5 separate regions of the Sus scrofa genome follow, and all the other regions are linked to region 4. Evidence: chromatin contacts called from public Hi-C and HiChIP or PLAC-seq data. All regions are on one chromosome and are shown on one strand. The core of a region is the stretch at or near the end of the contact, and the rest is flanking DNA. Distances in the headings are between cores, read along the strand shown. Region 1 holds the start of EIF5A (eukaryotic translation initiation factor 5A-1). Region 2 holds the start of TMEM95 (transmembrane protein 95). Region 3 holds the start of SLC2A4 (solute carrier family 2 (facilitated glucose transporter), member 4). Region 4 holds the start of MPDU1 (mannose-P-dolichol utilization defect 1). Region 5 holds the start of CHRNB1 (acetylcholine receptor subunit beta).

The links. Hi-C and Micro-C count contacts between places; a contact is called where the count stands out from the background. HiChIP or PLAC-seq counts read pairs in DNA pulled down with a chosen protein or histone mark.
Region 1: a contact with region 4 is called in an H3K27ac HiChIP or PLAC-seq map of alveolar macrophages. The contact joins the promoter of EIF5A here to the promoter of MPDU1 in region 4. A contact is called at or near these places in 3 of 5 promoter capture datasets (fetal liver, fetal skeletal muscle and liver), 1 of 47 Hi-C or Micro-C datasets (heart right ventricle) and 2 of 2 datasets of contacts at active chromatin or transcription factors (alveolar macrophages and skeletal muscle).
Region 2: an H3K27ac HiChIP or PLAC-seq map of alveolar macrophages shows a contact between it and region 4. The contact joins the promoter of TMEM95 here to the promoter of MPDU1 in region 4. A contact is called at or near these places in 4 of 5 promoter capture datasets (fetal liver, fetal skeletal muscle and liver), 22 of 47 Hi-C or Micro-C datasets (alveolar macrophages, blood, embryonic fibroblasts and 11 more) and 2 of 2 datasets of contacts at active chromatin or transcription factors (alveolar macrophages and skeletal muscle).
Region 3: a Hi-C map of alveolar macrophages shows a contact between it and region 4, with 2.6 times the contacts expected there. The contact joins the promoter of SLC2A4 here to the promoter of MPDU1 in region 4. A contact is called at or near these places in 1 of 5 promoter capture datasets (fetal skeletal muscle), 14 of 47 Hi-C or Micro-C datasets (alveolar macrophages, blood, embryonic fibroblasts and 11 more) and 2 of 2 datasets of contacts at active chromatin or transcription factors (alveolar macrophages and skeletal muscle).
Region 5: a contact with region 4 is called in an H3K27ac HiChIP or PLAC-seq map of skeletal muscle. The contact joins the promoter of CHRNB1 here to the promoter of MPDU1 in region 4. A contact is called at or near these places in 3 of 5 promoter capture datasets (fetal skeletal muscle, liver and skeletal muscle), 9 of 47 Hi-C or Micro-C datasets (embryonic fibroblasts, epiblast stem cells, fetal skeletal muscle and 4 more) and 2 of 2 datasets of contacts at active chromatin or transcription factors (alveolar macrophages and skeletal muscle).

The regions. Positions count from the first base shown.
Region 1 is chr12:52,657,581-52,660,903 of Sscrofa11.1, reverse strand. It overlaps EIF5A (eukaryotic translation initiation factor 5A-1), which reads right to left and starts at 1,864. Exons shown (of 6, transcript XM_021067817.1): 1 at 1,805-1,864.
Region 2 is chr12:52,699,412-52,702,764 of Sscrofa11.1, reverse strand. It overlaps TMEM95 (transmembrane protein 95), which reads right to left and starts at 1,646. Exons shown (of 5, transcript XM_021067820.1): 1 at 1,346-1,646; 2 at 1,048-1,104; 3 at 817-897; 4 at 697-717; 5 at 1-559. The coding sequence starts at 1,514. The coding sequence ends at 273. It overlaps KCTD11 (BTB/POZ domain-containing protein KCTD11), which reads right to left. Exons shown (of 1, transcript XM_003358250.5): 1 at 1,800-3,353. The coding sequence ends at 3,116.
Region 3 is chr12:52,627,005-52,630,143 of Sscrofa11.1, reverse strand. It overlaps SLC2A4 (solute carrier family 2 (facilitated glucose transporter), member 4), which reads right to left and starts at 1,398. Exons shown (of 11, transcript NM_001128433.1): 1 at 1,355-1,398; 2 at 1-52. The coding sequence starts at 1,387. It also overlaps a transcript of CLDN7 not described here.
Region 4 is chr12:52,877,097-52,880,604 of Sscrofa11.1, reverse strand. MPDU1 (mannose-P-dolichol utilization defect 1) reads right to left here and starts at 1,681. Exons shown (of 7, transcript NM_001044619.1): 1 at 1,568-1,681. The coding sequence starts at 1,670. CD68 (CD68 molecule) reads right to left here. Exons shown (of 6, transcript NM_001291776.1): 6 at 3,349-3,508.
Region 5 is chr12:52,747,195-52,750,685 of Sscrofa11.1, reverse strand. CHRNB1 (acetylcholine receptor subunit beta) reads right to left here and starts at 1,253. Exons shown (of 12, transcript XR_001300014.2): 1 at 1,102-1,253; 2 at 877-1,016; 3 at 271-315. TMEM102 (transmembrane protein 102) reads right to left here. Exons shown (of 9, transcript XM_021067827.1): 9 at 1,360-3,491. FGF11 (fibroblast growth factor 11) reads right to left here. Exons shown (of 5, transcript XM_013981311.2): 5 at 1,355-3,491.

The DNA.
Region 1 (3,323 bases), core at 615-3,114, 220 kb after region 4:
TCCCAGCACGGAAGAGTGCCACTTACACCTGGCTGGCCACCTCGCTTCACAGGAGGATATGGGGGAAAAGCCCCAGGGGCCCATGAGGGGAGAGAACACTAACATATGCCCGCAGACGGCTCTCCGGAGTGATCAGGATCCGGGCCACGGGCTACTCGCACTCCTCAAAATTCCAAGCCCCCTTAAGCGCCCGCGAGGACTAGCTCTCCCCGCGCGGGGGGTTGCCGGCTCCCGCCCACCATGTGGCCGCCCGGGGCTTCCGGTGGCGGGGACCTGGGGGGAGGGGTCCCCGCGCTGCCATGCGGCCCCCGTCCACGTTCGGCCATGCGGCCTCCGACCCCGAGGGCAGGCTGCCGTGGGGGCACTTCCGGTGCTGCGGGCGCCCCCTCCTCAAAGGCCGCGCCAGGCCGGAGCCACGCCGCCTCCCCTCCCCTCGCTGGCCGCCAACCCCCCCACATGCCCTCTCACCGAATAGCCCCCTCCCCCACCTCACGTGGCCGCGCGGCTCCCGGTTCTAAACGGCCCAGGTACCCTTGCCCCGGCGGGCCGATCTGGTCCCCGGCCCTCGTCCCAGCGTGGCCGCCCGGCGGCCTCTCCCGCGTGGCGGCCTCGCGGCTCGCCGTCCCCCGCCCTGCGTCGCTCCAACGTCACCCGGCCAGCCCCAACCGTCACCCCGCGCGCCAACCGGGGCGCGCGCCCGAGCCTCTCCGCACCTCGCGCTGCTGCCCGACCGAACCCCGTGCGGCGGTGGCCGCCGCTCCCCTCTGCCCCCTCCCCGACACTCGCGCAGTTCCATCTCTACTCCCAGGCCCAAACCAAGGTTCCGCGCACGCGCGCCCTGCTCGCTCTCACCTCGCGCGAACGCACTGACTCGACCCCGTCCGCTCGCCGCGAGCCCAACCGCTGCCTCCGAGCCCGCTGCCGCCGCCGCCGCCGCCGCCGCCTCTACCGCCGCCGCCGCTGCTGCTGCACACGGGTCTTAGTACGCAGGCGCCGACTCCCCACTGACCAACCAAGCAGCCCTGTGACAGCCGCGCAAGCGTGCTACCTATCTCCTCCGCCCTCCACCCCCGCACTGCGCAAGCGCACAGACCCTCCCCGATCTCCACCCTCCCTCCTACCTACCCATCCAATGACGCGCATACGTGACCCCGCCCCTCACAAATCCTGAGCTCGTCCCACCGGTAGACAACGCGCAGGCGCACCCGGTTTTTTAAGCCCTTCCACCTCCTCTCCCCTCCCCGGGTTAGACCACCAGCTCTACCGGACAGTCCTTGCGCTTGCGCAGTAAGGAGCCCCGCACTCCACACCCTCTGAAGGAAACGCCTCGGCCTCAAAGCGCATGCGTGTTGGGAATCCTGACCGCCCCTTCCACCTCAGACGTCGTCTGTACGCCAGGCGTTGAAAAGACCACGCCACTGTATTGCTGGTTCTGTCTAGAACGCATGCGTCTTAGGAAACGCCCCACTTCGGCTTTAGCTGGTCTTAAAAGACTCACACGTTTCAGAAAACTTGTGCTGTGGGGTGGGCCCCTTGTCTCTGAGCCCATCCCCCACGGTTCCGCACATGCGCGGCAGAGCCCTTTCGATTCCAGCCGCCCTAGCGCGCTAGTGCTGGTCGGGTTACCACCCTTCTCAGCTTCACTTCTCTAAACTGCGCTTCTGCTCTGCCATAGAGTTTCGCGCGGGAAGATAGAGCGGTCCTGCCCTCAGCCACCATCTTGTTTAAAACCCTGGTCCGTGTTGGTCCCAGTAGTTTCCACAGAGGCCTTTCTACTTCTGATTCCTAAGATGTAGAGACTTACACGGTATTTCTCTTTTTCCTCCACCTAGTCTCCGCCGTCTCCAGAGCAGTCGTCTACAAGCAAACCTAGAAAAAGTTCACTGTAATGAAGAGTGGGGTATCAGATTTCACTGACGTTCTTTAAGTCCTAGGAGGTGTCCGCGAAGCCAGAAACATGCTCTCCCTCGGAATGAGTTTACCTGGCCCTCGTTCTAGGGAAAAAAGCTGCTGCTTTTCCTGAAAGGTTATAATCTTACCTCTCCAGTTCCAGGATTTTCAGCACTACCTGTATGCCTTCATTGCTTCAGTAAGCTAAGTGGACAACAGAATTGTGTAACAAGACAAGCAACTAAGCTGGGCTTGGAATCTGGTTGTTTTGTTTGAGATGTGACCTGCTAGATGGAAACTGCAAACACTCGTTTGAATGAATACATTTATGTAGCATATAATATCATCACCCCCAGCTCTTCCTACTCAGTTTTCTGTGTTTTATGGCATTTGCTTTGAGAGAGAGAAAACAACAACAACAGTCTTCCTGAGAGTATTGTTTAAAAGTCCAATTTCTGCTCTTGTCAAAGATGTATTACATGACCCAACAATTCCAGTCCTAGGTATCTACCTCCCTCCAAAATTAAAAACAGGTATTCACATCCTTGCACGCTAATGTTTACAGCCGCACTATTCATGGTGGTCAAAACGTGGAAACAAAGGGGTTCATTCCCATTGTGGCTCGGCCGGTTAAGAACCTACTAGTATCCGCGAGAGAATGCAGGTTGGATCCCTGGCTTCACACAGTGGGTTAAGGATCCTGCATTGCTGCAAGCCACAGTGTAGGTGGTAGATGTGACTGTGATCCCATGTTGGTGTGGCTGTGGTGTAGGCTGGCAGCTGCAGCTCCCATCGGACCCCTAGCCTGGGAATTTCGATATGCCAGGAGTGGCCCTAAAAAAAATTGTGTTTTTTTTAAATTAATTAATTTTTTTGTCAAAAACTTTTTAAAGGTGGAAACAACCCAAACATCCGTCAACAGATGAATGAGTAAATTGTGGCATGTGTGTGTAATGGACTATGAATCGCCAAAAGGAATGAAGTGTTAATGCATGCTCCAGCTCGATGAACTTTGAAAACATTTTGCTAAGAAGCCAAAAAAGGTCACATGCTTTATGCTTTCATTGATAAGAGATATTCAGAGTAGGTAAGTACATAGAAACAAAAAGCAGACTGGGGGCTTCTCTTGCGATAAAGTGAGTTAAAGATGCGGCACCGTCCCTGTAGGGACTCAGGTCGCTGCTGTGGCGTGAGTTGGATCCTTGGCCAGGGAACTTCCACATGCCGCGGATGCAGCCAAAAAGGGAAAAAAAAAAAAAAAAAATAGCAGATTGGTGGTCACCAGATGTTGGAGATAAGGGGAATGGGAAGTAACTGTTCAGAGGTCATGGGGTTTTATTTTAGAGTCATGAAATGTTTTGGAATTAAACGTGGTGGTTGCACAACGTGTGAATGCACTAAATACCACTGAATCGTTTATTTAAAAATGGTTT
Region 2 (3,353 bases), core at 397-2,896, 180 kb after region 4:
CTGAACCGCTGGGGCTGGAACTAAGGGGCTAGATGTTTCTTCCCCACGAGACAAGTGGACTCTGTGGGCACATGTGCCTTAGAACCAGAGGCTAGGGTCTGTCCTCGTCTTCACAGCTCACTTTTTGCTTGGAAGTGTCTGTACCTGAGAGATGAGAGTGTGGGAGCCCTGGGAAGGGAAGGGGAGGGCCGGGGGCGGGGAGGAAGGATGGGGGGGGAGCAAAAGGGATGGGTTGGAGGCGATGAGGCTCTTTCTGACCCTTATCCCCCAACTCACTCCACTGAGAGGCTCAGAAACCCCAGAAGCAGGACGGTTCCCGAGACAGAGAGGAGCAGAATCCTGGCTTCCCAAAGATCGTGACTTCCTGCAGGGAACCCGGGAGGCAGTGCATGATCCTGGGGACCACATGCATTGAAGCTGGGGGAGCCCAAGAGCTCAGAGATCAGGGTGGGGTGCTGCCAGGGGTGGGAGTAAGGACCTGGGAAGCAGCGCTTTCGGGGCCAGCAGTGCACCTCGAAGCCCTCGCAAGTGGAGCAGTTGTACAGGGTGGTGCTGCCCCCTGCAGGAGACAGCGGGACCAGCGCTGGGTGGGGAGGCCTGGGCTCCACCCTTCCAGAGTCCCACACTTCCTCCCTCCTTTGGGGCCCCCCCGCCGCAGGCCCCTTGCCGGAGCTACCCCTTCCCCTTCCTACTCACGACAGGCGGGAGCGCAGAGAGCTGAAATGAGAGGCAAGGAGAGTGGGGGTCGATAAACTCAGCCACACACTCCTTTGCCCGGGTTCCTAGGCACCCCTCGATCCCTCCCTGCATCTGTACCTTCCCTGTTGTACTCCGGAAGCTTGGTCTTTTGAAGCCACCGCCAATATGCAGGGAGTGGGGAGAGAGACCCTTTGATCTCTGGGGAGGCAGGGAGCAGCTATAGTGCCCAGGGCCTCCGCAGGAGCGGTTCCCCCAGCGTCTCCCCATCACAGTCTCCACCTGCCTCCCCAGCCCCCTCCTCCGGGGCCAATCCAGGTCCCTAGGTTGAGCCTTCTCCCTTGACCTCACCCACAACCCTCAGGACTCTGTGGGTCTTCTCCGTGACTTTGTTCATGGACGTGTCATCTGTGGAGATGAGAGGGACGGGGGATTCGCTCAGCAGCCCAGAAGAAACTTCTGGGGCCCTTCCTGACTTTTTCCCAGAGTCCCAGGAAGCTCTCCCAGGGGGAGTGGCCAGTGCGTCCAGAAAAGGCTGTGGACGGAGGAGGAGGTAGCTGTGGCACAGCTGGGAAGCCAGCTGGGTGCTGCCCCCCTTGGGGCACAGGGGTGACTATTGCTGGACCCGTCCCTGGATGTCTGATCTTACCTAAGGCAAAGGCCGGAAAGTTCCAGGAAGCCTCACAGTCCTTCCACTGGGCCTCCATCTGGCTGCAAAGCTGATGCAGGCGGCCGGACAAGCCGTGATCTGGGAGGCGGCAGAAGATGCAGGCCTCGGCAGCCGCCAGGAAAATCCCACCCAGTACCAGCATCCACATGGGGCCCAAGGAGGAGAACCGGAGGGGTGCTGGCCTCACCTAGGCTGGGAAGGCCTTGGAATGCTCTGTGACCCTGGTTACAGCCCTTTGCCTGGAGGTTCTAGAGTGTTCCGGGACAGTTGGAAGTTCTGGAGCATCCCAGAACAATGCCACTGCTCCATCCCTGGCGGGGGTAAACCTGGGGCCCAAGGAACTGGGCACCAGAAGATACCTCTAGTAGGAGATGGGCAGAGAAAGCAGGGCTTCTGCTGTACCCCCAACCTGGCCCTCAGCAGCCTTTACAAGTTCGCGGTTCTAAAAGCAATTTTATTTGTCTTCTTGTAAATCGTGACCAGTGATAAATAGCAAGCGACTCCCCCAGTGAAGAAGTCGTTTGTGAGTATCCCATCCCCCAGGGACCCAGAAATCCCATCCTTTTCCATAGCCTCCCCCACTCTCTCAAACTCCTCTGTTCATCTCTCTGCCCTGGACAGCCTTGGGCCTTCCCCAGCTATCTCCTAGCAACAGGCTCATGGTTGCCCTAGCAACCGAGAGTTCTATACAGGGCTCCAAGGCCCGGCTGAGCCCCAGTGACTTCTCTCACTTCTCAGCAGCAGAGCCTAGTGACTCAAGGCCCGGCAGGCTCCTCCTGCCGACGTGGTGATGTGAGACACATGTGTGCACGCACACCTGTGATTAAACTAATTCTCAGTCTGCTTCCACCCATGGTGCTGGCACACCTGGTGCCAGAACAGTTGCCAGGCAACCCCGAACAAGCCTGCACATGAAGAGCCCGCAGAAAGACCAGCACACAGACACCATCTCCAGCAACACAGATGGGAGCCAGGAGGTGAGGGCCCCACACATCATCTGACCCACTGGCTGGCAGGCACGTACACATGCCTGAAGCGAAGGAAGACAGGCCAGGACCCAAGAACGTGCTCCCGCCTCCCCCCTGGGCAGCCCCACCATCAATATGGGGTCTTTTAAGATGGGAAGGATGCTCCAGCCCCACAGTTAATGGGGATTCTCCTAGCTCCCTTGTGGCCACCTAGGGTGGGGCGTAGCCTTTCTGTCTCCCTCAGTGGTGGCTTGGGACATGGCAAAGGATCTCCCTTCCCGTGTGTCGGAGTGTCCTGGCCTCTCCTTGGTCAGGCCAGGCCAGGCCAGGCCACCAGCTCCAGGAGAAGTCACAGTCTAGGAGACCACATTAAAGCAATCCAAAGACCCTCTTTCCCCAAACCCTGAGGGTCCCTCCACAGGTCTGATAAGCCCAGCCCTGCAAGAGAAGTGTCTCCACCTTTCCAGACCCTGAATACCGAGCTCCAAGCAAGGAAACACTGGAGGTCCCCAGGCTCAGAGGAGAAACAGCCAAGGGAAGCTTCCCTACCCCTCCCAGGATTAGCATCAGTCCAGACCCTCTGGTCTTGTGGGCTCTGGTTTGGGGATTGCTGCCCATATCTGGGCTCCAGTCAGGTGCAGTGGGACTCCTGACTCTCACAGCTCCCCAAGCAGAGCCAGGAAGAGGCCTCAGGAGAGCCTTCATCCCTTTTGGCACCCCCTTCTTTTTCCCCTTCCCCCCCGCCCCGGTCAAACGGAGGGCAGCGTTCCCAGTTCAGTTCTTAGTGCCGAACGAAGCGCAGAGATCGGGAGTTGAGCAGATCTTCGGGGTCAGGGAAGACGGAGTCGAGACGGAAGCCGTGCTCCAGGGCCACCCGCAGCACCTCCTCCAGGAAGCTCGGGGTGCCCACCACCTCCCGTGGCTCTCCTGGCCCCCCAGTCCACAGGGGCTGCAGCCCCAGTCTCTGGTACTCCACTTCCGGGAGTTCCGAGGGGCGGGGGGCCCACTCCAGACGAAAG
Region 3 (3,139 bases), core at 149-2,648, 250 kb after region 4:
AGACGGCGAGGACAAGGGTCCCAGTGACTCGCTGCTGAGGGGGCTCCCCATCCTGGGCAGGTGGAAGCAGAGAGGGGACATGTCACGTGGAATTGTGGTTTCTTTCCTTCCCTCTGAGGCCTGGGCCCAGCAGGAGCCTTAAGGTGCTGGGTTCCATCCAGCTCGTTGGGTGAGGAAAGTGGACCTTATTAGGAATCCCTTGAAGATCTCAATGTAAACAAGAGCGGGAAGAACCTGCGGGCAGCTGGGCTTGGGGGGGGGGGACCGATGTTTGAGTCCAGCAGGCAGAGAAATGTTTGAGGACCTGGGTCTCACAATTCCTCTGTGACCTTGGGACAGCCTTGGTCTTACAAGACCTGAGTTCAGATTTTGTGTGACCTTGGGTAAGTCACTTCCCCTCTCTGAACTGTGGAGAACTGGGGAGATACGGATGATGTTGCCTGCTTTGTCTATGTGTCAGTGAAAGTGTGAAAATCAAAATTGAATGTTAATTGTGTCCCCAACTGTACTGGCTTTATAAAGTGACAAGTGCATTATCATCAGCAGCCTCTGTCCTCTTCCCTCCTCCCTGGGGGTTCTGGCAGCCGGCTCCTGGAAGCCCCCAACAGGTTCAAGAAGGGCAGTTCCTAAAAGGACATCGCGGTCATTCCTCCCAGCCTTGTGGCCGTCTCTGTCTCCGCCCCAGCCTCCCTTCCCCCTCTAAGCTGCGACAAAGGGCAGGGGGCCATGGCGGCTCTCGCCTGGGAGAGACTTGCCCAGGGGATGGGGGCGGGAAGGTGGTGTGAGGGGCGGTGGTGGTGGTGGTGGTGGTGGCTGATCGCTGGCGGCACAGACTGTCTCCAAAGGGAAACCTGAGCTGGAGGAGGGAGGGCCGACACTCCCCTCTACCCCTCCACCAACCGCGGGGCCGAGGGAAAGTTCAGCGTCCAGGAGGACTGCCAAGTGTGGGGGTGGGGGCCAACGGAGAAGCCTCTGGTCCTCGAAAAACTGCGGTCGAGCCGGGACAAACGGACAGCTCCTGGAGGGCAAGACCCGCCGGGGTCTGCTTGCTCAAGCTGGATTGAATGCAGGGTGTCCCCGATCCCCGCGCAGCGCGAGGAGGGGCGAACCCTGGGACGCGCGGAATGCAGCTGTAGTCCTTGCCCCGGAAAGTTCCCCCAGACCCACTCTGCCTCCACGAGGGACTGGAATTCGACAGTCACGGGTTGTCAAGCCCCGGGTATAAATAGCCAGTCCCCCACCCCACCCCCTGCACCTGCGCAAGGACCGCCCCCTCGCTGACCCCAACTGCGACCCCAGCCCGAGAAAAAGCGGGACCCGTGTCCCCATCCCGCCCCTGAATGTTAAGCCCTACTTCGGAGCCGATCTGTTGGAAGCCCGACGGCATCTTGTCTTAGGAGCTGGAGGCGCAGGAGCTGCCGGAGACCGGAGAGAGGCGACTGGGGGTCTGTGGCCCCAGCCTGGCGGGCAGAAGGACACAGGGGCGACGGGGGTCCCGAAGCGCAGTACGGAGGGCGGGCCGGGTCGGACCCACAGCCACAAGCCGAGGAGCCAGAGTGTAGCTCCCAGGGATCTGGTGGAGCCTGGCTTGGGGGGAAAAGACCCGAGGAGCAGCCCCCGCAGCCCCCAGGGCCACGCCTTTCACAGCACCCATTGGCCAGGAGCCCGCACACCCCAGAAGGCCACGCCCCTCCCTGAGCTCGGGCTGGGAATTTGGCACCAGCCGTCGGGTTGGCCGGCGAGGCCACGCCCCTTAGCGTGCCCGGCGAGACACGCCCCTCGGTTCCCGCCAGCTTTCCGCCGGGAAGTGTTTGAGAAAAGGGTCCTGGGAGACCTGGCGGCTCCGTCGCCTTAAGTGCGAAGACTCCGCCCACTTGCCAAGCTTGGGGGCCGGAGAAGCGACTTCAAAGCCCTGCGCGTTGGCTCGGAACCGCGGGGTCTGAGAGGAGATGGGCCAGGTACACTTGCCCGGTTGAGACCGCGGGCGGCCCGAGACAGCGCGAGGCGGCGCGCGGGGTGGGTGCGGGCCAATGGCCTAGAGTAACCCACGGCGGTTATTTTTAGCTCCTACGTTGGGAGACGCCAAATGTCAGGTCCCCGGTGTCCTGGCCTGTCCCGGGCGGGGTGGTGGTGGCAGGGAGATGGAGCCTTAAAGGGTCCGCGACACGCTCCCCACGCGGTGATGGCCCCGGGGACAGGAAATTCCGTTCCTAGCGGGTCGGGTGTCTGGACTTGGTGGTCCTCTTTCCGTACATCCCTGCTCCGGGCTCTGCCTATCTGGTCCTTCCCCTACACCCGTGGCCCACGTTGGTTACTGGAAGCGGCCCAAGGGACAGGTGGTCACACCAACCACGTCACCAGTCCTGAGGCCCCTGAGTTGCCAAGAATGTGCTAGCCGCGTGGACGACTTGGGACACGCTCCCTGGAGGCCGCTCTGGGTTTGAATCCCCAGCTAAATCCTGCCCAGGGAGGAGGGCACGACCTAGAGTTGGCATGTCCCGAGAGCAGCAGAACACTGGGTAGGGGAGCGCACGCGGCTGGGAAAACGGGCCTCGGAAGCGCGGTGCTGTAGTGCCATCTGGAGGGAGAGCGCGGATCCGCAGCGGATCGGGCCGAGGTGGTCTCCGAGCCACTCTCCCAGACCTTCTCCCACTCCAAGGTGCCCCTCAGGCCCATCCCAGACCTCCTTCTGGAGCTCTAGATCTGAGTATTCGGTTACCGCCTGGGTGGGCAGCTCACGTGATGAGCGTGTCCAGACCAGCTCCTCCTGCTAACTTCCTCATCTCAGTGAATGGCCCTAAGAGCCACCCTTGTCACTCCCATCAGGTCCGGCTTGATTCCTCCTCTCCTGTACCGACCCCCACCCCCCATCCAGTTCATTCCCAGCACTGATGTTTTGAGTTCCTCGGCTTTCACATTCATCTGATTTTCTCCACCTGTACTGTTGCCACTTTGGTCCAGACCGCCGTCCCGCCAACTCATCTTCCTGCTCCTCTTCTTGTCTTACAGGGAAGGCAGAGTCCCATACAAAAGTTCAGCCTCCTCAGTCCTGCCCTACAAGTCTTTGTTGCCCACTGTCAAGTTCAAACCCCTTTTCAGAGTGAACAAAACCTGCTGCCTTTCCTCTCCTGTCTCTTCC
Region 4 (3,508 bases), core at 432-2,931:
CCCAGGCTAGGGGTCTAATTGGAGCTGTAGCCACCGGCCTACGCCAGAATTGCAGCAACACGGGATCCGATCCACGTCCGGGACCTACACCACAGCAACGTCGGATCCTCAACCCACTGAGCGAGGCCAGGGATTGAACCTGCAACCTCATGGTTCCTAGTCTGATTCTGTGCCACCAAGGGAACTCCGGGATGACTTTTCAAAACAGCTTTTACCATTCCTTTTCTCTAAACCAATCTTCCATTCCCTGCAAATCACATCTAAACTCCATGATTTGACTTCCAAGGCCCTCCGCTGCTTCCCTGTATAGAGCTGATCAATGCTCAAGACTCTTATCCTTTAGTCCCGCCTCTGAGCAACCAGGCAATCTACTTCTCAAGTCTTTCTCCAAGAATAGGGTTTCCTCTGTATCCCTCACTCCAGAACACTTTGTCCCTGGCACCTACTCAGGGACTCAATTACCAGACATCTTCTCTTGTCTTGAAGCTCTACCCCTCAAGGTGCTTGGCCCAGTGGGAGTCAGATTCTCACTGGTCATGAATCCAGTTAAAGCATATCTGTCCCTGGAGCACAGTGGGGCACTATGAACTGACAGAGACATACTGCAAAGGCTCCCCAAAGGGTCTGACATCTTAGGTGGGCACTGGGGTGCAGATGCCTGGCAGATAGAAAGAGGAAGGCAGGCAAGTACAAAATTGGGGAATTCCCATTGTGGTGCAGCAGAAACATGTGACTGGTAACCATGGGGATGAGGCTTCGATCCCTGGCCTAGCTCAGGGGTTAAGGATCTGGTGTTGCCCTGAGCTGTGGTGTAGGTCGCAGACGTGGCTCCAATCCCCACGTTGGTAGCTGCAGCTCTGATTTGACCCCTAGCCTGGGAACTTCCATATGCTGGGGGTGCAGCCCTAAAAAAAAAAAAAAAAATTAGACCATGAGTGGAGTGACCCGCCAGGCTTAGCAATAACGAACCCAACTAGTATCCATGAGGACACGGGTTCGCTCCCTGGCCTTTCTCAGAGAGTTAAGGATACGTCTTTGCTGTGAATTATGGTGCAGGTCGTAGAAGCGGCTCGGATCCAGCGTTGCTGTGGCTCCAATTCGACCCCTAGCCGGGAACTTCCATAGGCCGAGAATGCGGCCCTAAAAAGCAAAAAAAAAAAAAAGACCATGGAAATTAGAAGGAAAGTTACTGGGATGGCAGGAGCCTTGGTGGTGCCACCAAAAGCCTGGATCATAGGCTTTGTATTAATGTAATCTTGCACCTGAAGATATAGCTATCTATTAAAGGTTGGAAAGACCAGATCAGATTTTAACTTTGTTTTGTGAAGTCTTGTCTTTCATCGTTGTCAAACTAATTAAGTATTCACACTCGGCGACTCTCTCCCTCCCCCAAATATGGCGTCTCCCCCCCTACGGAGCGCAAGACACTTCCGCCCTTCTCAGAAGTGACTTCCGCCCAGCACTGGCGTGGCGGTAGTCGCCGGTGTCAGTTAGTCCGCACTGAAGTCCCTTTTAAGGCCCGGGGGCTCTTGAACAGAACTTTGATTGGATTCCAAATGAAACTCACCGTGAAGCAAGTCCCACTGGACGAAAATTTGGTCGTAGCATTTCTCAGGTAAAAGAATCGGCACCAACACCCGTTTGAGCGGCCCATCTACCTCAGCCGCCATATTGCAAAGCTAGCTTCCGCCAGTCGCGCAGACCGCCATTGATTCGCGGTGCGCATGCGCACTCCGAGCTCTCCGCCTCCTGTCTTCTCGCGATAAGTCAGGACCTCCCCAGTTCCCCGCTATTTACGCCATCCCACCTTAGCGGAAAGTAGGTCCCATCCCAGGACCGCGTTTTCTGGACGCGCCCTCCCTGCTGCTGGAGTTTTAAAGCTTGCCAAAGCTGTACGCCTGCGCAGTTCCAGCTTTCGCATCTTTGTTTAAGCTTCCGTTTCGGCAGCAGGATTTATTCTCCTGCATTTCTCCGCTCCTCCTGCTCGGCGCCATCTTGTCTTCTTCCATCTGACTTTACAGTGCTCGAAGTTGAGGGAGAAAGAGCGTGAGTCTGCAAAGTGGCGTTGCGGGGGGGAGCGCTGTGGTTTTCTCTCTTCTTACTCGGCGTCTCCAGAGGGCGCCGAGGGCAGCGGGACGGTATGAGCCAGGCAGCCCTCCTTAGGTTCCGGGCCCATATTTCTCCCTCCTTGGGCTCTCCCAGGCTTTGACGGATGGGAGTGGCAGCAACTGCTGGGTCAGGACAGTGAAGCGGAGGAGGAGGTGGGGAAGGCGAGCCCAGTTTTGGGGGACAGCAGAGCCACCAGCCCTCCTGCGGGCCCAGCCCTGGCTGCTTCTGTGAAACAAGTGCCCCGGGGTTCTTCTCTCTGCCACCCAGCGCCGGGACACCAGCTCGAGCTCTGGTGGCTGGGCCCCTGCTGGGTGGCAGTGCCACACGCTTTGGTGACTCCCGCGCTACAGTCTGCAAGGTCCTACGGGGTGTCTGCAAGGTGGTGGTGTGGTTACTGGGCCTCTGCCACGTGCTGCCCGCAGAGGGGTGGGTCTCCAGGCTCGGGTGGCTGTTTTCTTGCAAGGCTTTTACGACTGGAGAGGCCCTATTCTGGCCCCTGGGATTGCTCTTGGCCGACTGTAAAGGGGGGCGTGGCACTCATTGGTGGTGCAAGCTGTGGCGGTCGGGGCGGGGGGGTGTCTCTTTTTAGAAAATGGACGCAGGCTGCCCTGGGGGTGCCACGCACCACCCCTAGGTGCACCTCCACTGAGGACTTCAGGGTTGGCTTTGCAGGTTGCCCAGGCCGGAGGCATGTTGTTCCCAGGAGCATAGAGTCACTGTATGTGGAGGTCAGGGTGCCTGTTGCTCCCATGGTTGATGAAAACCCTTTACAGGTGAGACAAGAGCATCTCAGGTGTAGCAAGGGTTTATTCCGGGCTTCCCTAGCCTGTTACGAAGCCACCGGTGCAGCCTTTTGAAAGGAAATGAACCCAGCTGTGACCTTTCCCTCCTCACTCATTGCTGTTGTTGCCTGCTTCACCTTAATTGCATGTGATGAGGGTCGGGAAGAAGGCTGCTGGGCTGGGTGGCTCCACTGGATTGGAGGAGAGGGAACTGGTATAGCCAGGGGCCAGCCCCAGAAGAAAAGGAAGAAGGGAGCCAAGGCAGGTTTGACACTAGCTGTGCCAGGCTTTGGGGGGTGGACCCAGGAAGTCACTGGGTTACACGGTGGCATTTTCATCCCTCCTCACCAGTTGTTTCTGGCTCCCTGAGATCCAAGCATGGAAGGCACAGAAAGGCATGAGCCCAGAAACTCATGGCTTTTCATTCTGGCAGGAAGGACAAGGAAAACCAAGCATAGAGATTTGAGCAGGTTTACTATTCTCTCTCTGGAAGTAGGGGAAGGGAAATCAATCATATTTAATAAACATCTCTCCCGATTGCATTATCTCTACTTTTGTTCATCAAGACAGAGAAAGAAGAAACTTTGTCTTAGAGTCAGTTGAGTGGGGAGAAATAA
Region 5 (3,491 bases), core at 4-2,503, 130 kb after region 4:
TGCCCTGGCTCGCCTCCAACACAGTGGTTTTCAAACTGCATTAGCGGCCCTTGAATGGGTTGGGAGTAAAAGGACCCCAAAGCAGGGTTAAAAAATAAAATAATGAAAAAATGCATGGAGTGCACCGCCCGTCATACAAATAGGTATTGTTTCCTGAAACTTCATTTTCAGGTATAAATGTGATGCAAAAAATGTTCTCACTGGCGGGGAGATTCGAGGAAATTGTAAAGGCAGCAGGACACCCTCTCCCACCCTACGGGATGTCCGTACCAAATCTAAGTAGACCTTCGTGCTCATCTCCTCATCCTTCTCGTTCTAGAAGGGAAAAGTTTAAAGGGTAGATGTGATGTATTTGCAGAGAAATAAGGGGCTCAGTGGGTCAAACTCCCCCTGGAAACTCCCTCTTTTTCTGAATCCCACCCTCTTGGGTCCAAGGCCCGCCTCCCATAAGCTGTGTTAGTTTAGGCCCCGCCTCTATCTCGCGGACTTCCTGTGGTCCTACCGCCAGCCAGTTCACCTACCAGTTCTCACACCCGCCGGCCTGAGTCTCCCCCCGCTGTTGTTTATGGACCCTGTCCGGCACAAGCTCCGCCCCAGCCTGTGACCCCGCCTCAAGGTCCGCCCTCTGGCCCGTCCCTCGGCCCGAGCTCCGGGATCACCACCCTACCGGCTCTACCCCGACCCTTCCTGCAGCCACGCCCACAGCTTGTCCATTGGTCCGATTTCAACCCAATCGCCGCTAAGGGCCAGTCCGTCTCCCAGCCTGGCCTCGCCCCAGGCCCCGCCCCCAGCCATCCTTGGATTCCCACCCCGCCTAAAGCCACGCCCCCCAGCCGGCCAGTGGGCCAGACCTCAACTCCCCGCGTGCGCCCTCACCAGGCTGATGAGTTGCGCCAGGCTGAGACCAATGCTGACCCCGACGCGGTCTCCCACCTCCCGCGCCGGGCGCACGGAGCTATCATAGCCCGAGAAAAGTTTCTCGCGGAGTCGGCCCTCCGCCTCCGAGCCGAGGGCTCCTGGAGGAGGAGAGCACGAAGTGAGGCCTTGGTACCGGGCCACGACCTCTGGCCCTGTCACTGCCCCTCTGAGGCCCAGACTTACCCGGGGCAAGCGGCGCCCCCACCGCCCCCAGCAGCAGCACCAGAAGCGCCCCTGGGGTCATAGCCAGCCCGCCTTACTCAGTGAGTTCGCTGGATGAGCCGCTGAGACAACCAGTGCAGGGGAAGTGACGAGGCGCCCAGGAATGTGCACCTGTTATTGGGGGGGCAGCCGCCAGCCCACCCGCCCCGCCCCTGGGACTTGATCTCTCCCGAGCAACTGCCAATGCCTGCCACCTACAGATGACAGACAACACTTCAGTTGTATAAATCGTCTTTAATCTTTAATTGAGAAAGCATGGAGTGGAGACCCGGTCCCTGGGGAGCAGAGCCAGGAGATGGGTGGAGCCTGAGCGGGGTTCTGTGTGGGTGAGGGGAGCATCCACCCCTCTTGCAACAAGCCAGAAGTAGAAAGAGCCTGAGGAAAAGTGACCTGCCTCTGAGCCCCAGGCCCTCCCTTTAGCGCCCCCTCAGTCTTCCTTGCCCAGGTCTGAAGTTACTCAGAGCCTCCCTCCTAGTTCTCTGCTGACCTCTGATCTTTTTCAGGCCTGCCCTTAGGTCTCCATATTTTTCAGAAAAATCTAGTCAGGCCCTTTCTGGGTACCCAAAACCCAGCTGAGATTATAGGCTGTAAAATAAAGCAAGTTCTACTCAGAAGAAGCTCTGGGATGTATGAGGTCTAGAGAAGAGGCCCTCACCCTCCCTCCGTGGCCTGACCTGTAGGGGCAAGGGATGGGACTTATTGCTGAACTGGTATCACTTCATTGCTGTGGCAAAGGGGGGTGTGGCTATGTTCCATCTGTCTTTTTTTTTTTTTTTTTTTTTTTTTGGCTGTACCCGCGGCATATGGAAGTTCCCGGCCTAGGGGTTGAATTGGAGCTGCAGCTGCCAGCCTACGCCACAGCCACAGCAATTCAGGATCCAAGCTGCATCTGTGACCTACACTGCAGCTTGCAGCAATGCCGGATCCTCAACCCACTGAGTGAGGCCAGGGATCAAACCTGAATCCTCATGGATACTAGGCGGGTTCTTAGGCTCTGAGCCACAACGGGAACTCCTCTCATTTGTTTTTTGGTTGTTTTTTTTTTTTTTTTTTTTTGTCTTTTGTCTTTTGAGGGCTGCGCCCACGGCACATGGAGGTTCCCAGGCTAGGGGTCGAATCGGAGCTGTAGCTGCCGGCCTACACCAGAGCCACAGCAACGCAGGATCCGTGTGCCGTGTCTACGACCCACACCACAGCTCAGGGCAATGCCGGATCCTTAACCCACTGAGCAAGGCCAGGGATCGAACCCCCAACCTCATGGTTACTAGTTGGGTTCGTTAACCACTGGGCCACAACGGGAACTCCTCATTTGTCTTTTTTATTCTAGACCAGTTACCCTAAAGACCTCAGCTTTAAAAGGGACCTGGAAGGAATTCCTGCTGAGGTAGCTAAGTGTTCACATCCCCATAACCCAGGCACAGGTCCAATCATGCATGGTTCTGGCCCCTTCCCCATCCTAGCTTCCCTACTATGAGCCAGGGATCCTTCCAAAACTCCTCTGCCCTTCCTCAGACTCTGTCTCCCTGGCAGGACCCCAGCTGAGTTGCAGGAGCTAAAAACTGCATGTAAAAATAAGGTTAGCATTCTAGAGGAAGAAGATTTTTAAAAAATTATCTAGGAAAAACAAGAAATGGTTCTTGATTTATCCAGAACTTCGTTCTTTGTGAATCATAGCTGGGTCCTTTCCAGAGCTCATCCTTAACAGGCATCACTAGAGAAGGGGAGAGGGTGGGCCTAGAACTTATTTTAAAGCAATAACATGGCTATAGAGGCCTCAGTTCCATCACAGCGGGAAGGGCTGAGAGTCGTGGTCTATGTCCTAGAGCTGAGATTCAGAAGGAAGTATGGCTCCATATGTGTCTAGAACACATGCTCTGGAATTGGGTGTCTCTGGGATAAGAAAGTTAAACCTATGGTGATCTGAGACTGGTCCCAGTGCAGGCCAAGGCCAACAGCTGGACAGGGCTTAAATCCAGCCTCTCTCTACTTGGAAACCAGGGGTCCATCTGGGTCAAGGATAGAAGCATGATGGATCCAGAACAGAGCCTGGCAGCATGCCTGTGTTCCAGCACAGAGCCTGAGTGCAGAAATGGCCCTGGCTGGGGAGCCTGAATATTCCAGAACCGGTCCAGAACAAGGCAGAAGGTGGAGTAGGGCAAGAAGGAAAGGAATCCTGAGCTCCAGTGGACCTAAAAATCTATGGCTCAGTAGCAATGGAACGGGCAAAGGGCTCCAGGAAGTGGCCAAGCCCATAGTGGGGAGGATTTATGCCCTGGTTCTGTCAGTTTGGGAACCCCCAGTGCCATCTTGGGGGAAGGCTTTGGATGGTGTGGGTGTGGGAGGAAAGAACG